Regions from separate parts of the Mus musculus genome. Here regions 1, 3, 4 and 5 are each linked to region 2. The links are chromatin contacts, called in public ChIA-PET, Micro-C and promoter capture Hi-C maps. All regions are on one chromosome and are shown on one strand. Each heading gives the region's core, a stretch centred on a gene start, on an enhancer-like site or on the middle of the called end of the contact. The rest is flanking DNA. Distances are from core to core; before and after follow the strand shown.

What was found. Promoter capture Hi-C pulls out the DNA fragments that hold promoters and counts their contacts. A called contact is a pair of places that touch in the nucleus more often than the background predicts. ChIA-PET counts read pairs in DNA pulled down with a chosen protein or histone mark.
Region 1: a contact with region 2 is called in a Micro-C map of embryonic stem cells, with 6 times the contacts expected there. The contact joins the promoter of 1700019D03Rik here to the promoter of Gls in region 2. A contact is called at or near these places in 2 of 39 promoter capture datasets (cranial neural crest and pre-B cells), 4 of 484 Hi-C or Micro-C datasets (all in embryonic stem cells) and 7 of 115 datasets of contacts at active chromatin or transcription factors (astrocytes, embryonic stem cells and large pre-B cells).
Region 3: a promoter capture Hi-C map of the HPC-7 cell line shows a contact between it and region 2. The contact joins the promoter of Inpp1 here to the promoter of Gls in region 2. A contact is called at or near these places in 11 of 39 promoter capture datasets (the 3T3-L1 cell line, the C10 cell line, the HPC-7 cell line and 5 more), 2 of 484 Hi-C or Micro-C datasets (CD4 T cells and Th1 cells), 9 of 115 datasets of contacts at active chromatin or transcription factors (the 230-238 cell line, astrocytes, bone marrow-derived macrophages and 5 more) and 1 of 9 other capture datasets (adipose tissue).
Region 4: an RNA polymerase II ChIA-PET map of effector CD8 T cells shows a contact between it and region 2, with 39 read pairs. The contact joins the enhancer-like site here to the promoter of Gls in region 2. A contact is called at or near these places in 4 of 39 promoter capture datasets (the C10 cell line, hippocampal neurons and pre-B cells), 1 of 484 Hi-C or Micro-C datasets (Th1 cells), 6 of 115 datasets of contacts at active chromatin or transcription factors (the 230-238 cell line, bone marrow-derived macrophages, effector CD8 T cells and 2 more) and 1 of 9 other capture datasets (adipose tissue).
Region 5: a contact with region 2 is called in an RNA polymerase II ChIA-PET map of memory CD8 T cells, with 18 read pairs. The contact joins the enhancer-like site here to the promoter of Gls in region 2. A contact is called at or near these places in 1 of 484 Hi-C or Micro-C datasets (CD8 T cells) and 2 of 115 datasets of contacts at active chromatin or transcription factors (memory CD8 T cells and thymic regulatory T cells).

What each region holds. Positions count from the first base shown.
Region 1 is chr1:52,951,412-52,954,111 of GRCm38.p6, reverse strand. It overlaps 1700019D03Rik (RIKEN cDNA 1700019D03 gene), which reads left to right and starts at 1,272. Exons shown (of 2, transcript NM_144953.3): 1 at 1,272-1,497.
Region 2 is chr1:52,231,886-52,234,585 of GRCm38.p6, reverse strand. It overlaps Gls (glutaminase), which reads left to right and starts at 1,354. Exons shown (of 18, transcript NM_001081081.2): 1 at 1,354-1,994. The coding sequence starts at 1,594.
Region 3 is chr1:52,816,351-52,819,050 of GRCm38.p6, reverse strand. It overlaps Inpp1 (inositol polyphosphate-1-phosphatase), which reads left to right and starts at 1,363. Exons shown (of 6, transcript NM_008384.2): 1 at 1,363-1,649.
Region 4 is chr1:52,798,201-52,800,900 of GRCm38.p6, reverse strand. It overlaps Inpp1 (inositol polyphosphate-1-phosphatase), which reads left to right. Exons shown (of 6, transcript NM_008384.2): 2 at 1,365-1,616. The coding sequence starts at 1,413. Among named protein-coding and RNA genes, the nearest start is that of Inpp1, 18 kb to the left of the region's middle. Within about 2 kb of position 1,325, at least 252 of the 459 cell types and tissues checked have an H3K27ac peak or open chromatin away from gene starts, as enhancers often do. A contact at or near this core is called in the 230-238 cell line, Th1 cells, adipose tissue and 6 more, where this site is marked.
Region 5 is chr1:51,583,814-51,586,513 of GRCm38.p6, reverse strand. All of the region lies in intron 2 of Gm17767 (predicted gene, 17767), which reads left to right. Among named protein-coding and RNA genes, the nearest start is that of Gm17767, 12 kb to the left of the region's middle. Within about 2 kb of position 1,358, at least 138 of the 459 cell types and tissues checked have an H3K27ac peak or open chromatin away from gene starts, as enhancers often do. A contact at or near this core is called in CD8 T cells, memory CD8 T cells and thymic regulatory T cells, where this site is marked.

The DNA of each region.
Region 1 (2,700 bases), core at 23-2,522, 720 kb before region 2:
AAAGCTGAGCTAGGTCTGGAGGGACTTCTTAGATCCTTTGCTCTCTGAGTTAATTTTTTACTGAAATGGACCTCCAAAAGGCCCTGTTTATGTTAGCCTATAGGCTTCAGGCTTTTCTTTAGGAGTGGGGAGAGAGGAAAGTGCTGAAGTGTGTGTGTGTGTGTGTGTGTGTGTGTGTGTGCCCTTGGGTAGCATCTTCAACTGCTCTGGACCTAATTTACTTGAGTCAGGGTCCTTCATGAAACCTGAAGGTTGCCCCTTTGGCTGTGGGTTCTCAGGAATCCACTCATCTCTGCATCCCCGCCCCCCCCTCCCCCCAATCCTAAGGCTGGGCTCAGCCTAAGCATCTGCATCTGTAAAGCAAGGAACTGAGAGAGTTCTGCTGAGGTCCCTTGGGGCATGAATTTTGCATTGACAATCCATTGTAGGACAGGATGGAATAATGGTTCTTTTGTCATTCTCTTGGGGCGGTTACTGACGATGGGAATCACACAGACAGATGCAGGCATCTCATGGAATGAGGTCTAACTGAATAATGGCTATGTTTTGAGGCGCTTGTTTCCTTAAAGGGTAAGAATATGATCTTTCTTGATGTTTTGTTTTGAGAAACAAGCGTTTCGATATTTGGGTACTCGGGGATAGAAAAGTGCAATACTGGACGCATTTTTAAATTTAGAAGTGCTTGGTGCACTTCCGAGTGCACTGGGGCAAAGTACTTAGGTCTGGTGGTGTCTTAGGGTAGAGCTGCGAGGCGTGGCGTTGGGATCAAAACAGGTTTGACTGCTAAACTGGCACTGGAGCAGCGCAGCCTTCAGGGGAGGGCCCCGGGGCAGGTGACAGGAGATCACCTGCGGGGCTGGCGCCACGCTGCAGCACCGGACGAGCCGCGCCTGCTCCCACGTGGACAGAGATCAGGTGATGTCTCAGTCCAGGTGGCTCTGGGGATGTGGGGCAGGAGAGGGAGATACAAGCTCACTTAGCTTTCATACTTGGTGGTCTGGATCTTGCTGGGGAGGTGGAGCCGTGTGTGAATAGGTTGCCGGGTGGGAGTGCGAGCTGTGGCCCAGCACTTCGGATCCCTTTGGTTGTGCTTGGAACCCAATGCTGTTGGGCAGGGGTAGCCCCTGGCGGTGCCAACACTGAGGGTTGTGCTCCGTAGCCGCGGGTCCCTTGGCTCCACTTTCAGGGAGCGAGCCGCGAACTCGTGAGCAGTTCTGGGAGGAGGGGGGTGGATTAGGAGGGGTGCAGGGGGAGGAGCCGGGACCACTGCCGAAGGACGTCCGCCCTACTCCAGGGGAGACGTTGTCTCTGCTGCCCGGCCATGCCGCACCTTTTCAGGCTTCGGCTCCCTTCCTGAGGCCCCGCCCTGGGGGGCAGCACCCACCCTGGGAGCCCGGGCTGCGGCCAGGGGCATGAGAACAGCCAAGCGCCCGCGCCTCCTCGGCCGAGGCCGCGCAGACTTGCGATGGCGGTGCAGCTGGCCCGCTGCAGTGTAGGGTAAGTGAACATCTGGAAGGTGGGTGTCCTGCTCCGATGCTGTGACCTTTTGACTTTCCAACCCAGGAAAGCCGGAGTTGCAGTAGTTAATTTTATCTAACATTTCACAGCCAGCTGTCCTGGACACAACCTCACATCCTAGGTTCCTTAATTGAGCCTTTAGCTCCATCTTCTGATCTTGTTCCGAGCCCACAAACTAAAGTATTTCATTGCTCATTGCAAGATGCAGGTTCATCCTCCTCCCCACCTGAAGAATGAATGGAGGTTTTCCGGTAAGGACACTACATGCACAAGTCAAGCTGTCAGGCTTGTGCTGAGTGGCACATGATTAGCAGAGTGTCTGTACTCTTGGAAGCTGTGGGAGGCTGAATCCTGAGGGGAAATGATGCAAATGAAAGAGAAATGAAAGAATAGACAGTGGGAGCCCAGCTACCAGAGAAAGCTCCAGACGCAGTCCAGTCGTTTCTCTTCTATTGCTGTTTTGACCCCTCCCCCATCTTTTACTGAAGGTAACAAAACAACATAAACTAGTGGGTAAACTGTCCACCTCTTTTTAAAGATCCGTCACTGCCCGTATATATGAGATGGAGATTTTTGGCAAAATTTCAGGGGGATAATATAGCTAAGCACGAGTCAAGAAAATCCGTTTTTCCTTTGAAAGGGGTTTTATTTCCTGACACAGCTATCTTGTATGTATGGATGGGAAATGGTATTAAGTATAGCAGAAAGGTTCTGGGAAAAATAGTAACTTCATATTTACTCTTTTCTTTCTTTTTTTCTTTTTGCTGTGTAAGAAAAATAACTGTAGGTACATTATGAGATAATAAGGGTACTTTAAACTGTGGTCTGCCCTCAGGCAATTTCAGTATGCTGTCCACACAGCACTGCTGCCAGAAGCCAGGTTCTGATTGGCCACTTCAGTGTGAGGAACTCAGTGTTTGGAGTTATATCCTGCTCCTGTCAGAAAAGCCGTGTTTACACTGAGCTGACTTCTGCTTGTGTCTCCTCAGTCCTGCCCCAGCCAACAACCTTTCAACTTCCAAGATTACATTCAGGATGTCTACTTCTCTTTGAAAAGAAAGTCTAAAACTTTAAATTTGGAGCTCACTCCCTAAAAAAAAGTAAAGAAAAGAAAAAGAAAGAAAGCAGAGAAGACAGTAGAGAAAGGAAAGATGTGTGGTGATAGAGTTTCTGTCTGCTTTA
Region 2 (2,700 bases), core at 105-2,604:
TGTAAGAAACTGAACAACACTAAGGTTTGAAAGCAACCCATAAGTTAGAAAGACAAAGTTAGATATTATTAAGGGTAACATTTGCTATCTCTCCCCTAGAATGTATTGTTTTTCCTAAATATATAACTTTGATTCACTAATATTAATATTTTTGACAAACTAACCTTAAGCAATAATAAAAGCCACCCAAGTAATATAAAATTCTGGCTTTTTTTCCCCCCACAAGGTCATTTCCTTCACACTTTTTATTTTTATCTAAAGAGCAGGTTGAAAACAAAACAAAAACTTGAGCATGACAAGCCTGTAGGCACAGTCAGATTCTTTGGTTACTAATCTCGTTCAACATGTACAGATTGATTGGATTACTAAATCTGGTGAATTACATATCCTGCTAACTTTGGTGAATCTATGCATTTAAGCCTATCTGTTTCAGGAAATGGTTTAAAAAGCGGTTTTAGTCCTGAGTGGTATATGTGTGCAGACTCAGGAAACATATGATGCACACACATCTAAAAGGATACATGGATGAGGTGATGCTGTGCTGAAACAGTTTTGAGACATGGTATTCAGATGCTTCTATTTTAAAATGGCTTTTAAAATAGAAAAAGGATCTGCAGTATTTTGCTTTCAAGTCAACTGGTACTAATGAAATAATCGCCGTTCAAAAGATTTGGAGAAATCTTGTAGAAGATAGAAGAGATCCACCCTTACTCTGGCTTTTTCTCTATTCTTCGTTGTTCCTACGCTCAAACGTTCTAAATGTCTTAAGTTGCATAGCTGAAAGGATTTTGCTCATTTTTTCCAAAACATTTCGCTTCTGGGCAGTAGCCAACCATGGAAAGTTTTAAGCACATTTGGGAGAGGGATGAAGCTAGTCAGGGCGGCCTTGGCAGAACCGATGCCTTCAGAGGGGCGGACACATTCCCCTAACCGAGGGGGCGAGCAGTAGGTTTGGACCAGACGATCTGCCACCGCCAGCCTCCCTCCAGCCTTGGGCGGCCTGAACAGGCGCACTCCAGCTTCCTCAATAGCTGGAGGACGTGCTTCCCTGGAGCGCACCTGCCTGGTGAATGGCCAGACTCCGGAGCTACGGGTCCTCGCCCAGCTTGGCCTCAGGTGGCCCGAGGCAAGGGGGAAGAGCGGTCGGCGGGGCTGACACACGTCAGTCGTCCTTCTCCCCGCCCTCCAGGACCCAGCGGGACTGCGTACGGGCGCGGAGACAAATTTGACCGATTCTCTAGCCAATCAGAAGAGAGGTCGGCAGGCTGAGCCAATGGAAGAGCTTGCAGGGGGCAGGCCGTCAGCGTCCTCCCGCCCCCGGTTGGTGAGCCTGGTATGTCTCCAGCCCTCCCTTGAGCGTCAGTCTCAGTGCGGAGCTCGCGGCGGCCAGAGCAACTTCGGCTGGCTGCAGGCTGGGCGGCGGCGGCGGCGAGGGCGGCGGCGTTGGCGGCGGGAGCGGCGGAGCTGGGGCCACACCCCGTCCCGGACTTTTTCTCTTTCCAGTCCTCTCCCCGCCGTGCGGGACACGGTTCCGGGAGCAGAGCGGCCGCCCACGCCCCAAGCATCCTCATCTGACGAGCGGGCGCCGGCGGTATGATGCGGCTGCGAGGCTCGGCGATGCTACGGGAGCTGCTCTTAAGGCCGCCCGCCGCCGTCGGAGCCGTCCTGCGGCGCGCGCAGCCCCTCGGCACGCTGTGCCGGCGCCCCCGGGGCGGGAGCCGGCCGACCGCTGGCCTGGTGGCCGCTGCGCGACTCCACCCGTGGTGGGGCGGGGGCGGCCGCGCGAAGGGCCCCGGCGCGGGCGGCCTGTCCAGTTCGCCCTCGGAGATCCTACAGGAGCTGGGGAAGGGGGGTACGCCGCCACAGCAGCAGCAGCAGCAGCAGCAGCAGCCAGGGGCGTCGCCACCCGCAGCCCCGGGCCCCAAGGACAGCCCGGGGGAGACCGACGCGTTCGGCAACAGCGAGGGCAAGGAGATGGTGGCCGCGGGCGACAAGTGAGTTGCGTGGGTGAGGCTGAGGGGAGGGGTCGGGCCCTGGGCGGTGGGCGGTGGCGGTGCGGCTTAGCAACGGAGGTTCGCGGAAGAGAAAGAAAGCGATGCCAGGCGGCCTGCGACGGCTGTGCCATGTGATTAGGCCCGGCCCCGCCCGCGCCCCTCGCCTGCTCCCACTTCCCCTCCGTGGCCGGCGCGAGTCGCCCCGGGGTGACGGGTGAGCGCCGGGAGGGTCTTGCCTGCTGAAGCCCCTGCCGGGCAGAGGCTGCTGTCCGGCCGCGCCGCGTGCTCAGCGCCCCGGCTCTGCGAGGGTGATGCCACGCGAACCTCCATCTCTCCCGAGTGACATTGAGGAGTCGGGCGTAGAGCGGAGCTTCTACCTTCCCGATTCACCTTTTTGCCAGGCCGCAGTTCCCCCATTCTGTAAGCCTCCACCACCATCCCACTGGATGCCAGATGTGGCCTTGGGTTCTTAATCCTCCTGAGGTGGATCGTTTTGGCGTGCGTAGAGCCATCTGGGCCACCGGAAATAATGCTTCAGAAATGAGATTAGGCGGAATAGGGACATGTGGCCTAGAGGACGAGGAACGCAGCATGGACCACCTGTTCCTATCGGGACCAGTGATGGCTTGTCTGATGTCTTCTGTGCGGTGGACAGATTTTTAAAGGATAAAATTGTTTTAAAAGCACAAAAATAAGGTGACATAAA
Region 3 (2,700 bases), core at 114-2,613, 580 kb before region 2:
CAAAGTTGACAGTGAGGAGGAGGAAATGTGCCTTGATCACCAGCAGTTTGCTCCAAGTGTTAATAGAGATCAGAGCAAGCAAGTGATCCAGTGAGATACGTATTGTAGGGTGGTCTCTGCACCTGCAGAGAAATGGGCTAGAGTCATAGCTCCTACTCTAGCCCCTCCCCAGTTCTGCTCCTAGATACAAATCTACTCCCATTTCCTTATGGTAAATGTCACATTTATATTATTCCTTGATTTTGCTGTCATGGATATGATTTCATAATTAATATCAGCTGTAACACCAAGAATGGACTTAAGAGAATGGAACTAAAGGACAATATGAGGATCTAGGCATGGTAGCACCCATCTGTACTCCCAGCACCCAGAAGGCAGAAGCAGGAGGATAGCGAATTTGAGGCCAGCAAGGGTTATAAAGTGAGACTCTTACCAAAAACAAAACAAAACAAAGTAAAAGTGAGAAAGAAGGCTGAATCCACTGAACCTGTGAGTGAATGGAAGGCGGATGGGGAATGGAAGTGGGTGAGGTGCCATCGCAGTACTGCGCATAAATAAATGGGAGCTTGGGGAGAGGTTGATGAGAAAGCCTGCAGGCTAGAATTGTTGAAGTGCTTCCCAGTTCCAGCCACAGAATAAATCACAGGGAAGCCGGATAAATCTTACCAGGACAGAAGGGCCCAGAGCACTCACAGAGACTCTGAGCCCCTTCTATCCCAAAGTTGAATGTTGCCCTTTTTAAAATTCTTACCCTTGCTGCCCTTTGTCCATCACCACCCATTTCTATTTCCACCTACCACTCCCAACTATATCTTTAAGTCACACTGAGCATTAGTTTAAAAGGGTTGCAGCAAGAGATGAGTTTCCCACCCAACATGTGCTTCTTGCCTGGCTGGGCCTTGACCCACAACTAATAAGGTCCAGAAGACACTGCTTTGACTAAACAAACATGTAGGAACCTAGACGCTTCTATTAGAACAGGGGGACTCATTCTAGCAGGAAGTCCAACTTCACAGCTTCAAACCATCTGTCAAACCCATAACACCAAGGGTTCAAATGAATGGAGGAGGAATATTCTCAAAGACTTTTTGGGTGCTTCTGAAGAAACAATGCACACCAAGAACTGTGGTTGAGGCAACCCTGACCTTTCTGGCCCTCTCAAGCAAATTGACAAAGCTTCACTTGTGACGTCGCGGAGGCCAGACTCAGGCTGGCTGGCGTGGGATGCCCTCGCCCGCCCCAGAAGCAAGAGGCCACCCGCCCCGGGGGAAAGAGGCGGGGCCGGGACCTGGCAGAAACTGGGCTGCACTGCTGGAGCCAAGAGAGGCAGGGCGCCTCCCCGCCTTCGCTGCGGTGACCTCCGGTGTTTTCCTGGCGGCTTGCCCTCCGGCTGTGCCCGCCACAGGAGGATTGCGCCAGGTCCCAGCGCGACCACCTCCAGGCGTTGGCACTCCCTTCCTCCTCTCTCGCCCCTCCTCCGCCTCTTCCGTTTCTCTGGGAAAGGCTGTATCCTCCTTGGGGCTCTGCATCCTCGCTTAGGTAATCCGCTTTCCTGCTTTCGCCACCCCTCCCCGGTGTCCAGCGTCTCCACCTCCGCGCATTTGGGTCCCCGCGAGCCTCGCGCGCTCCATCGCCTCTGCAGAGGGCAGGTGAGTCGGTCTCCGGCCGAAGGCTACTGGCCTCGGCGCCTGGGCCTGCGAGGTACCGGGTCGCTGCATCGAGGCCTCTCCGGCCTGCCCGTGCCCACCCACACAGAGCCCGAACCCCGAACCGAGAGGCTAAGCTCGCGGATCACGCCGCCCCCTTAGCTCTGCAGAAGCCACCGAAAGAAATCCAATCGCCCGCAGAGTAGCTTCTTCTGCTCGGTTCTTTCCATTCCTACCACTAGCCTCTAGGTTGAATGAGGTGATCTGAGAATGGTCAGAAGCAGAGGCCCAGGTTCCACGGGTAGGTGGCGTAGCTGTCAAGAAGTAGGGGAGCAGTTTGCCTGAGAGATGCTTCTAACGTGGATCCACGTTGACTGTCTCTAGAGACCCATTGGATGGGTGTAGACTAAACAGTCCGGGGGTATATTTTTTCTACATTTTGAAGTATGGTTTTGTGAGACATGTCTAGGCAGTGGGTGTGGACAGCATAGAAGGGTGTCATCTAAATTATCTAACCTGGCTTTGGTAAAAATCATATGGACTGTCAGACATGAGGTGTGAAAGAAAAATCTAGGGAATACACGTTAACAAGCGCGGTGTGTACTTTGGAGATTTCTGTCCTTAAAACTAGGACCGGAACACGTGGAAGTTTGCCCACTGTGTGAGGGTGTTCGCGTCAAAAGGACTGCGGCTTGAGGCCGTGCGGACAGGACTCTTAATATATATGTATCCCATGCAGAATGAATCTTTCTGTTTTGTTTTGTTTTGCTTTGCTTTTTTGGCTCCTTGCCCTTAATTCCCAGTTTTAATCAGATGGTAAGACTTAGGTCCACCCACCTGGTAACAATCTAAGGAAGAAAACAACCCCAGGGACTACTTTTGGCTGATGGACTAGCAAGATGACCTCAGTCAGGCATCTGAAAGTACAGAATGAAAGGGAAAATACAGGCAACGGGAAAGCCGATTTTAACCCCTGCACGTGCCTGTTTGCTGTTTTCTTAAGAACTTACATTTAAAGGACTTTTATAATACTTTTGCAGTTAATTCTTAGCAA
Region 4 (2,700 bases), core at 76-2,575, 570 kb before region 2:
CAGTTATGACAGCAGCTCCCTGGAAGCCTGTGTGTTTCCAGTGTCAGGGAGTTAGCACCTGTCTACTACTGCCTTCCAGAGACGACCACTGGCAGTAAAGCAACTGCAGTTGTGACAAGGGACATCTCTCCGTGTTGGTCATCTTTCCTTTATTTCTGTTGAGGAACATATTTCCTCAGGAAGAAAAAAAAATTGTTTTTTGAACAGACTTAAGACAAGCAGGCTCTAACAGTTTGCCACACCCCCACATCAGTGTTTTCACAGCTGAGTGGTTCCCAGCCTCAAGCTTCTTTTCATAGAGGAAACTGTTGTGATAATAAAGAAACCTGATGTGGGGTGTGTGGGGGCAGTTCTGAGCCCCATGTTTTAGTCTTGTGTAACCTTTTTTAGAAGTTGCTCAACCCTCTAAGCTTCCGTTTCCAAACTGTATGTCACACAGGGCAGGGTAATCTCACGACAGAGGAAGCAGAACGACTCAGGCTTTGAACAGGAAGAGGACCACAGAAGCATTTTGAGGCAGCACCAGTAGATAGGAGCCAGGTGTGGTGCACACACCTTTAGCCCTAGCATTTGGGAGGCAGACGCAGACGAATCTTTTGAGTTCCAGGCTACCCTGGTCTACAGAATGAGTTCCAGGACAGCCAGGTCTAGAAAGAAAGAAAGAAAGAGAGAGAGAGAGAGAGAGGGAGAGAGAGAGAGAGAGAAGAAATAAAGAATAGAAATAATGATGTAGGCATACTACATGGTTCTTAGAAGACAGAACTTCTCAAGTCCAACAAGGTGTAAGTCCCCTTGCTTTGGTGTGTAGGCTGCTACTTGGTGGCAGATGGAATATGTCCCTGGAATGTTTGAGTGGAGTTGGCTGTGAGCTGCTTTATAGTGCTTGCCCAAGACCGGCCTCAGAGTCTGGAAGACACAATGCCTGCTGCTCATCCACTTAGCACATGGATCTGGCAGCATGATTGTCATCCCTCACCATTCTCACAGAGAAGAGAATTACGTCAATGTAATTGAGATAAAGCTGTGTCATGATTAAGGACCTTGTAGCAATCTGCCTTTCCTCGGACGTCGTGACACTCTGTCTTGCTATGGCCCTGTAACATAAATTCTAATTCAAGGCTTTTTCTTTTTCTTTCACTGAACATTCAGTTTCTTTAAGAGTGTAATTGGTTTACAAGACTTTTGAGAAATACGTTTGTTTCAATCTTTAGATTGTAACTGCAGTCTTGCACGCTGAAAATGTGCGGTGACTCACTAGCAGGTCAGCTTCCCTGACAGGTTGCTGCCAGCTATGTGTTAGTGGGAGAGACGCCCTGACATCATCCCTGAACTGCTTTCTCTTTCATATTCTTGTGTTCTTGCAGCTGTGAGCCAGAGGGTGGGTGAGGCTGAGAAAGAAGCAGGCTTTAGAAATGTCAGACATCCTCCTGGAGCTGCTCTGTGTCTCCGAGAAGGCTGCTAACATCGCCAGGGCGTGCAGGCAGCAGGAGACCCTCTTCCAGCTGCTCATTGAGGAGAAGAAAGGTGCAGAGAAGAACAAGAAGTTTGCTGCAGATTTCAAGACCCTGGCGGATGTGCTGGTGCAGGAAGTTATAAAACAGAACATGGAAAACAAGGTAAGAGGTCAGGCCACGGTGGCTGCAGGACACCTGCCTCCGTGCTTCCTCTGGTTCCCTCAGAATAAACAGCAGGCCTTTTACTGACTCTTATGTTCTCTTAGGTCCAAACAAACACCTTGCAGCCTTGCCTTATTTTTATTACAGTATTAAAATGGTCTTTGCAGGAAATCATTGAAGTATAGAAAAGCAAACAGGATGAGAGTGCTCAGATTCCTAACCTGAGTATATGGTATTGACCCTCTTACTTATTGATGGGTTTCTTGTTAATAAATAATATATGCTCTCTGCACCAGAGCACACTGAGCTACATGCTCCCGAGGGCCACTGACGCTTCCTTCTGTGTGTCCACGCTCTGACCCACTTATTTCAGAGCAGTGTTTGGCTTCTCAGCTAAACCATTTATCTAATGTTTTGCTTTGGTTATGGGCTTGGAATTAGGCGAACTCTCCCTTTATTCTACTATAAAAATATGGTCATGACAAACACTGATTGTGATTCTATGTGTGGAAATGGCTAGAAAAAGCCAGGCTTCTTGAGTCGTAGCAGTAACACCAGCAAGCAGTGCTCACTGAGGCTGCATGGACTTGACTTTGTTACCCCTATAAGAATTCTGTAAGGTTAGAGCCATTGTTCTACTGGGATGAAGCTGTCACAGAGAGCTGGAGTAAGTTGCCTGAATTGACGCTGCCCAGCATGACAGCTTGAGTTCTTCAACATAGGAAATGGTTTCTAAGTCTGTGTCACTGGGCATTCTGTCGTCTTTTATATAACTCGCCCCACCTTCTTTTTTTTTTTTTTAAATTTGGGAGGATGGAACTTTATGATAGAAAATAATATAAAACACTTCAATATCTTTATTGAACTTTTTAAACCTGAGGACTACTGTAGAATTCAGTAAAATCTTGACCACCAGTGTGAGAAGAGAATACATGAATTATACAAAATCTCCATAGACTATATATTTTTTCATGCCCTTTACTACCTGGCTTTGGTGAGCTAAATGAAGGAAGCTTGTTTTCTGTTGTTACCAGTGGAGACCCTTGGATACAAAGGCGGGTTGGGCAACTGGACTGGATATATG
Region 5 (2,700 bases), core at 109-2,608, 650 kb after region 2:
GTCTTAAAATAATGGGTTAACCAGGGACAGTCCAAAGAGTCTGAGGCTTTGGCTGGCAGGAGCTCTGTCCAGACAGTTGAGCTAGACCAACCACACAGCCTGAAGGAGAACCTAACATAGATTTATTTTTCCTGTCTCATCTTGTTTGATTGATCAAAGACTTAACAATGAAGATTTGGATGTTACTTTCTAATGCTTGGTTCTCAAATGAAAGTTGAATAAAACCTGACAGTTGTGATGTCTTCCAAACTTTTAAATGGTGATTCTAATTCCTCATTAGCTCCAATGCACAGCCTTAGTTTTACCATGCAACAGAGAATAAATAAGAGGTACACAGAAGTCTTCATAATGCTTAGACTAAACAATGAATGCCTACTGAATATTGGATATTCTATGTTTGGAATTGTAGACACAGTTTAACAGAAACTTGTTATTCATAGCAGGAGTAGAGACAACACAGGAAACATCGTCCGGGGCATCAACTTATGTTGGTCTTTTACAGTTAGAATGAACACCTAGGCCCAATTCTTTTATCATCTAGGAATGCCTGGTGGGAGTGGGTATCTGATAGAGAGATAAGACTGGACTCCTAGGAGAGCTGCTTCCAGATGTCAGCTGGTTCCTTCTTCTTCTTCTTTTTTTTTTTTAAAGATTTATTTATTTATTATATATAAGTACACTGAAACTATCTTCAGAAACACCAGAAGAGGGTGTCAGATCTCCATCATGTGGTTGCTGGGATTTGAACTCAGGACCTCTGGAAGAGCAGTCAGTGTTCTTAACCACTGAGCCATCTCTCCAGCCCCAGCTGGTTCCTTCTTACACTTTGATAAACACCAACAATTTTGCCAAATGGTATTCTTAAAAGTCTGTTTATTAGTATTTCATGAATCTATTGTTAACATTGATAATGGTAACTGTGGGTTTGTTGCGTGTTTGTTCGGGCATGGCTGATTTGCAGACACAGGGTTCAAGAGTCTCAAAGGTTCAGATTTGGTCAAATGTTAGCCCTTTGTACCCAAAATGTTGGTAAATCTGCCACGATAGTAAACCTTTGATGCAAAGAGCTGTCAGAGAAGCCCAAATGGGTGGAGATCTGACCTTATCAGGCTTACAGGACAATTTCTATAGCAGCTTTCTGTGCCTTCCCCCTGTGTATATGACAGAACTCCACCCATGTCACAGCTTTGTCACTGTGATAAAACATGTGACATACAATATAAAGGAGGACAGGCTTCTCTGAGTTCAAGGTTTCAGCCCAAGGTCAGCTGGACCACTACTTCTCAGCATTAGGTGAAGCAAAATACCACAGTGTTGAAAGCCTGTGACATAGGAGGCCCTTTACCTTACAGCTGTCAGGAAACAGAAAGACAGGAAGTGGTTGGAGCTCCAGCATGCTTCAAAAGGCCCAACCCCAATGACCTATTTACTCCAACCAGACCTTGCTTCCTAACGTTTCTGTCATTTCCTGCTAGCTGCCACAGCTAGAGACCAAGCTTTCACACATATACCTCTGGGAGGCATTCCAGATCCAAACCACAACACCATCTGCGACTTGCTTACGTTGTACCATTATAGCTGGGAGCAAGAATTGAGAGGAAAAAAAAACCACATTCCTCCAGGTTCTGACCTACCTCTGGTTGTTTAAACTGTGTGACTTAATTGTTGCTCTGAAGCACCAGGCTCAGTACCTTGCCCATCCCTCGGCTTTGGCTACAGGACATGTTTCTGCCTCTGTGAAATGTTCATGATACATAGCGTGCTTGGGCTGCGTTCATTTAGTGAGGCTTCTCCCCTCATATTTCCTGCTAAGACCATGGCACAAACAAACTCTAAGTGGCCCTTAGAGAACTACGGAACAGATCAGCATCAACCTACTGCTAAGATTCACCCAGCTGAAATCAGTTATGTGGGTTTTGTTATTGTTGCTGTTTTTGTTGTTGTTGTTGTTGTTCTTTGTTCCTGTTAGGTAGTAATGAATGACAGGCATATAGATTACCAACCTTCAATACCCCTAACACCTGATAGCAATGAGCGTTCTTATCACATTAGGTTTCTGGCACTTTGTAAATAGGATCTTTTAAATTCTTACAGCTAATCTGGGAGCAAAGTCCCCACATACCTACTGTGTAGATCAATCAATCAGAGCTTTGAGATAAAAGTAATTTGGCCTAAATCACAGAACGGGGAGGCACAGAACCTGAGTAAGTGCCACCCAGTTTATAGAGCCCATCTTCTATCTTCCATTTCTCAACAATGCTCACTCTGTCTGACTTGCTCAATTGAACTGAATTGAGCTATCCATGTACTCAGCAAGAGGGTCAATCCAATATATTTGCCCGTTCAACACAGATGAAAATAGTGCAATGCATCAGTGCACTAAGGGGTAGCCTAGGGATGTGTAGGGTCAGTATGCTCCTCACTGTCAGACAGATAAGCCGCATGTTCTAATTTGATTATGGGTGTGTGGGCTCTAGATATGCTTCATATCTTGTTTGCTTTCATTCATCTTGCCCTGTGTATATAAACAACTCTAGACAAAGGAAACATCTTTAGAGGAATGCGTATCTTTTAGAGTGTGACCAAAGCCTTTGGTTGCATATCTCCGAGGCTGACAATCATTGAAATGTCAGTACCACCAACTTTCAGAAATACACCTAGCTGTGGCTGGAGAGATGGCTCAGCAGTCAAGAGCACTCA